2 separate regions of the Dromaius novaehollandiae genome follow, and region 2 is linked to region 1. The links are chromatin contacts, called in public Hi-C maps. All regions are on one chromosome and are shown on one strand. Each heading gives the region's core, a stretch centred on a gene start, on an enhancer-like site or on the middle of the called end of the contact. The rest is flanking DNA. Distances are from core to core; before and after follow the strand shown. Region 1 overlaps NAP1L1 (nucleosome assembly protein 1 like 1). Region 2 holds the start of OSBPL8 (oxysterol binding protein like 8).

Region 1 (3,157 bases), core at 473-2,972:
CTCGGCAGTTGACTGTGCAGATGATGCAAAATCCTCAGATTCTTGCAGCCCTTCAGGAAAGACTTGATGGTCTGGTAGGAACATCTACAGGATATATAGAGAGGTACAATGTGTTCTGATTTGGTATAAACAGAGTGGCATAAATAGTGCTTTTGCTTTCCTAAAAAATATTGTCTCTAGTACTAATAATCATAAACTACTGTGCTTCCCAGATGGCAGAAAAACTGATGTAGTCAGTCTGTAGTGAATTTTGGAATTGAAGAGACCAAAACTTACATTTTTTGCTTTTACTTGGGTCTTTTGAAGAAATGAACACTAAAATACTTACAGTGGCCAGTGCTATTCCCTATTATTACAAAATGGCATCCTTCTTTAAGATGTTTTCCTGCTATTTGAAGTGTCTTTCATAGCTTTGCCTTAATCATAAAACACCAGTTTAAGTATGGGCAAGTACTTAGGGACCTAATGTTTCTAATCCCATCATCTTGTGGTTATCGTGTAACCAGAAAAGTTGGTAAAATTAGGAGTGTTTTATTGGTGCTTCATGTGGACTGCTTTTGTAGCAAACAAAATTGTTTCAAGTCTTGATATTTTACTCCATCTGCATTAAGAGTAGCATTTCTGCCTCTTACGTAATTTGTTGTGTGTAAGCTTTTCATCAAAACCACAGGAGCTGTAGAGTGTATGACTATCTTCCTTTAATACTCTTATGCCCCTATTGACTTGAACTGGGGCAGCTACTGAGTAATAGGCTTATCTGCTACTGCTGCTATTACTACTACTACTACAACTTTTCCCTCTTACTATAGGTAGTAGCATGGAAGAAAAGCTTGTTTGGCTAATAGGCTCCCCTAATAAATATCAGTACAAGAAAGGGCATGGAGTCAAAGGGATTCCTTGTTTCCCCTCTCTCTCTGATGTAGATAAACATCTATATCAATTATAATTAATTCTTTGAGTGAGGTGAAGGAGCAATGTCTCAAGCTCTGTCTAGTATGAAATAACTTTGAAGTGTGGTATGTGCTACCACTGATATGGATAAATCTGCTGAAGAGTGGAGTTTTGTCTTCTGTTGGCAGAGGAAGGTGGAATTGGCAACGAACTTCTAAATGTATGCTTATCAGCATCACCCACTGCATTTGAGATCTGTATACAGGGTTCTTTCTGTTGTTCAACATACTGTACGCTGTTGGCTTTCCACATCCAATATTTTTCTTATGTTTTTCAACAGATATTAATTAACTTTTACTAATCTTTCAAGTCCTTGATCTAAGAAGTGAATAAAACAAGTATTATTGATTTACATGGCATTCTTTTATTCAGTTGCTCCCTCTAAGATATTATACCATTTCTTCATCTGTTCAAGTATAGTAGCACATCATCTATTACAAAAACATAGCAACTTTGTCACTGTACCAAATACCTAACTTGCAGTGGAAGAAGTTGGAAAAATGTATGCAGCTTGTTGAGTCTGTGGTTTGTCAACACGTGCATGCAGGTTTAACCATGTTTTACAGGTATCTCTTCAATGTCTTTCCAAGTATTATTTTAAGCTTATTTATCTAGAGTCTAGACACGGAGATGGCACAGAAGTCAGCAGCAGTCTGAAGTCTTAAAAGCCTGTTATGTGGGCTGTTAAGGAACTAGATGCATAAGCTGGTCGGAAACTAAACAGGTTCTGGCAAAACATCTGCTCCTGCTTAAAATCTGCTGGTTGTTTGGCAGCTATCAAATGACATACCTCTTCACCTAAGCCTGACTGAAATTCCCTCAGCTGCTTGGTGGAGGTTTATTCTTGTGTGATCTTAAGTCATTATTGGCTTGTGTTCGGAGCCGTGTTATACTTGCCATTTTGCACTTGCACATTCCTGTTTAGGCTTTAGGTCTGCTTTCCCCTTTTAGATGTACTTAGTAGTAGCTGTCTCTTTCATGAAACTACTTTTCCTTTTAAAGTACGGAGTTTATAAAGGTAGTGGATGTATAGATCCTGAAATTTGAACTAGTTGGCATAGACTCTTATGAAATGTAGCTGTCTCTAGAATCTGTTGCACGTCATATGTTCTGTAATAAAGGGGTTAACCTCTATTACCTTGGCAAACTAGAACTGAACACACTGCATGTATGGCACTACCATCTTAAAAATTTCATGTTTGTTTTTATCTGCAATTGCTAGAACCAGTACTCTTAGTCTAAATATATGTATGTGGCATCAATTGGGTGATTTTTTTTTTATTACTTACCTATGTTTTATTTTTATTTGTAACACTTTTTCCTTAACTGACTGAACATGATACTTAAGTTGCGATTTGTTCTGGGCTTGTTCTTGAAGCCAGAATTGTGGCAAAGGATTAAGGTGACTAGGGGCTGGGAGAATGTGAGAGTAATGAGAATGTTAAATCTTTTATGAACAGTCATGACTAAACTTGAGCTTTTTTTGGTAGTACCTGCAGCACATACCTTTCTGATTTGGGCAAAAGTACAAGGTAGATGTTGATCTATTGTTGATCTGTGTAGTGTCTTGGTAACCAGAGACAGTATATTCATGTTGAGCATAAACCTGTTAGGGAGAATGAGTCTGCATTTTAAAGTAAACAAAGATGTTGGAACATGTGCATATCCTACTTAATAGAGGTATGATAGCATTAGTAATGAATAGTAACTTTCAGTGTTTAACTAAGTTAACGCATTCTTGTTGGTTACTTCCACTAACCTGAAGCTGGCCCTAATAATAAAAAGCAATTGTTTAGGGCTGTGTTCTAATAACATAGCCCAACTGCTTAAATAAAACAAATATGGGACACTGACATAATTTTCTGTAGCCGTGTGCTGGGGATTGACTCATCTAATGGGAAGTGGAGACTGTCCACAATCTACCCCATAAATCTCACTAAAAGCTTTAATGTAGGCGCTTTCTGTCCTGACAGTAAGTTTACATTAGTGTAGCTTGCTACAAGTAAAACTTAGTTACAGCTGACAAGTATTTACAATGAAGATTGCTTTAATACTTTCCTGGTAAATATGTATGACACAGTAGCTCATTTAGCAAAGCAGCTCTTGCTCACTTTGGGAATGATAAGTAATATGTTAAAGATGATAGTACTAGCTTCTTTCCTGACTTCAAAACTTTTTCAAGATTGACGCCTTCCTTAATGGAGTA
Region 2 (3,157 bases), core at 438-2,937, 200 kb before region 1:
AGAGTTGAATACATTAATCCTTTGACTGCTTTTTTGTTTCATTGCTTAGCAGGTCAATGCTCAAGATGCCAAATATTTTCTGAATGCACTGACAGTAGTTCCCCTCAGAATAAGTGGAAAGAGAAGATGCTTAGCATCTCCAAAACTTACTCAGCACTTTACAACTGTTTTCATTTGTGCCAGCTGGCAGATGATAGAACTGTGAGGTATGTATTCATTTTATTTTAAATATGACAACATGATATGAAAGCTGCTCATTGTGGTGTTATACTACCAATGACATGTTTAAAACTGCTCTGAGGGGGCACATTTTGAAAAAAAAATTCCAAAATGATGTTCTTCCTGGCATAATAATTGAAGACCATCTCACTTGTAGAATTATGGGTTTTATTCAGAGAACATTTTACTTCCATTTTTACTATTTTTTTTGCTGCCTAAATTATTACAACACACTTAATGATTACTACAATGCTTTTATGCTATTTATCACTGAACTATTTCCAACATTCAGTACAATTTATAGTATCTACTTGAAGGAGTAGTGCTCCTTGAAAGAAAGTTGCTTATAACAAAAAATTAAAATCCAACACCATGAACTTCAGTAGCTCCCTCCCAGCTAGGCCTCCCTCCAACTATCCCCCCAGAATGTCTTGGTTTTGCCTTTCAGATTATATTGTGCTTTTTTTGTTTGTTTTGGAATGATCTTTGAATCCTCCTTCCTACCTCAGTCCCTCAGTGCTTCCCAGCTTTAAAACAATTATACTTCCCACAGCTTCCCTTATAGCAGCTTTCTTCTTTTAGCCCCGCACTGGTACCTCAGTCTTATCATAAAACATGTTGTTGGCCTAAGAATATTTGTTATACATTTCCAGGTACTCATTAAAGCCATCATCCTGAGCCATGGTAGGATCTCCCGCAGGTAAAAGGGGCAAGTTCAGAGTCTCCTATCTCCTCCTCTAGGACCTGCCCCTATGGATGAAGGTGGATGAGAAACTGACCTCATATTGCAGGAGGGATGGAGACACCAAAGTCAGCCTGATATACAGGACTTCTCTCCTTCAAAACTGCTTCAGAGGATTTTCTTTGTGCTGGAAGGAAATAGGAAACAGCAAGGGGCTGAGGCTCAGAGTTTAGCTTCTAGACCACTGTATCTGAATGGACAAAAGTTATTCTGTGGAAAAAATACTGATAATTGTCCAGCCTCTCACTTGGATTTTACCGACTACAGCTGGTAGGTCTGCCAGCACCTCCAGGTGTCACACAGATAAAAACACTCAAGGCCTGCGGCTTAGTCGATGACAGCACACGACCAGCAGCAAAGCCGCCCTGCAGTCTTACGAAGTCTCCTTTCTCGTCCCAGGGCAAAAGCAATGAAAATACTGCGCATCAGCTGGGAGAGGTACAGGTAAAAAGCCCCCTCACCCTGCCCTGCCCCGCCCTCCCCGCTCGCGCAGACACAGGCCCGCGCGCCCAGCGGCGAGCTAACGGCCAGCGCGAGGCGGCGGGGCTGCGGAAGAGGGGCGAACGCGAGGGGGCGGCGCTGCGGGAGCGGGACGAGCTAACGGCCCGCGCGAGGGGGCGGCGCTGCGGGAGCGGGCACGCGCCGCGGGAGCGGGCACGCGCCGCGGGGGGGGGGGGAAGCGAAGCCGCAGAGCGCACGCGACCCCTCAGCGACGGGGGCGGCCCCAATGCTAACGAGGCACGTGACTGGGCGGGGCGCGCGTGCGCCCGCCAGGCTCGCGGAGGGGGCGCGGCGCGGCGGCCGATGAGAGAATCAAGCGGCGACTCTGCACCGCGGTGGGAGTTGAGGGGGGCGCGCGCGCGTGCGCCGGCGGCCGAGCGAGCGGGGCCGCGCGCCACGGGCGGAGCGCGGCGGCGGCGAGCGGAGCGCTCCCGGCCGGCAGCGGCCTCCGCCGACCGTCGCGCCTCCCGCTGGCACCGAGGTGAGAGCGCGGCCGCGGGGCTGCGTCCCCATCGCTCCGGGCGCGCCGGGAGCCGGAGGTGCCCCGGAGCCCCGCGGGCCGGGCTGGGCCGGGCGGGCGCGGCTGCTCTCGCCGTCGGTGCGGGGCGCCGCTGTGGCGGCGGTGCCCGCGGTCTGGTGCGTGTGGCCGTGGTTCGAGGCTGCTCGATGCCTGGCGGGGGGCTTCGGGGCCGCGCGGGCTCCTCCGTCCCCCTGAAACTGAGGACCGGTAGCGTGCCGAAACCGAAAAACGGGGAGTTAGCGCGCCCGCTGCGACCACGCTGTCAAGGCGCAGCGGCGTTTTAAAACTATCCCCTATTTCAGACCAGTAACGCTTTGTAGTGAAGCCGTGCATCGCAGGGCATTAATAGGACACTTAAGCCTACTTCATGACAGAGTTGCTCTTAATTACCGTCCGTGCACCTTCAACCCACAAGGATCCACAAACCACAACTTGGAGGCAGTCGTGTGAAGTACCAGATGCAGCTAAAATTTCACTCCTTTGGTTGTCAGTAATCTTCTTCCACTCACGCTGGGAAAGTAATCTCCCTGGGGAATGAAGCCTAAATCCCTGTTATTGTAACTGGTCCCTTACTGCTGCCAGCTGTTCCTCTGTATCTTTATGAGCAGGCCTTATAAATGGCTCACTTTGGAAAAAAGTGTGCTCACAAGTTGTCTAGCAACGTTTTTTTGCCATACTCGGTGTCAATTCATATGTGTCTTGAACGTTTCCTTGAAATACAGTCTTCGTAAATCATATTTTATAGGGCTGCTGTATAGAGCTTATTTTCTAAAAGGAGGAGGAAAACCATTAATACTCATTTTCTAAAAGGAGGAGGAAAACCATTAATACCAAAGTGTGTGTGGCTGAAGATGTTTCTAATGTGAGGTTTTGCTGCTTGTCTGTTTTGGATCTGAGGACAGGAAGCCTTTTAAAACTGCTATTTTTCATCTGGAAATTTTCTTAGAGTTAGTTATTTCAATTTAATCACAGAAAATAGAATAGAAATCAATGCTTGATGCGTTAAATATTACACAGTTGAGTCCCTGATGATGCTTGTTTAATGTCTACCTAACTGTCACAATTTTGAAAAGACAGCAGTTGATCAAAAGTTGTTCTGTAGCATTATGGGCAGTGGCACAAATGTGTATGGTTCTCTTCCCCTGCTGCCTTTGTCAGATCTATTCCCCAGTTGC

What was found. A called contact is a pair of places that touch in the nucleus more often than the background predicts.
Region 2: a Hi-C map of brain shows a contact between it and region 1, with 4 times the contacts expected there. The contact joins the promoter of OSBPL8 here to the enhancer-like site in region 1. A contact is called at or near these places in 2 of 4 Hi-C or Micro-C datasets (brain and ovary).

The regions. Positions count from the first base shown.
Region 1 is chr1:38,800,151-38,803,307 of bDroNov1.hap1, reverse strand. It overlaps NAP1L1 (nucleosome assembly protein 1 like 1), which reads left to right. Exons shown (of 15, transcript XM_026100303.2): 4 at 1-103. Among named protein-coding and RNA genes, the nearest start is that of PHLDA1, 19 kb to the right of the region's middle. Within about 2 kb of position 1,722, at least 1 of the 2 cell types and tissues checked has open chromatin away from gene starts, as enhancers often do.
Region 2 is chr1:38,999,513-39,002,669 of bDroNov1.hap1, reverse strand. OSBPL8 (oxysterol binding protein like 8) reads left to right here and starts at 1,687. Exons shown (of 24, transcript XM_064509287.1): 1 at 1,687-1,943. The coding sequence starts at 1,766.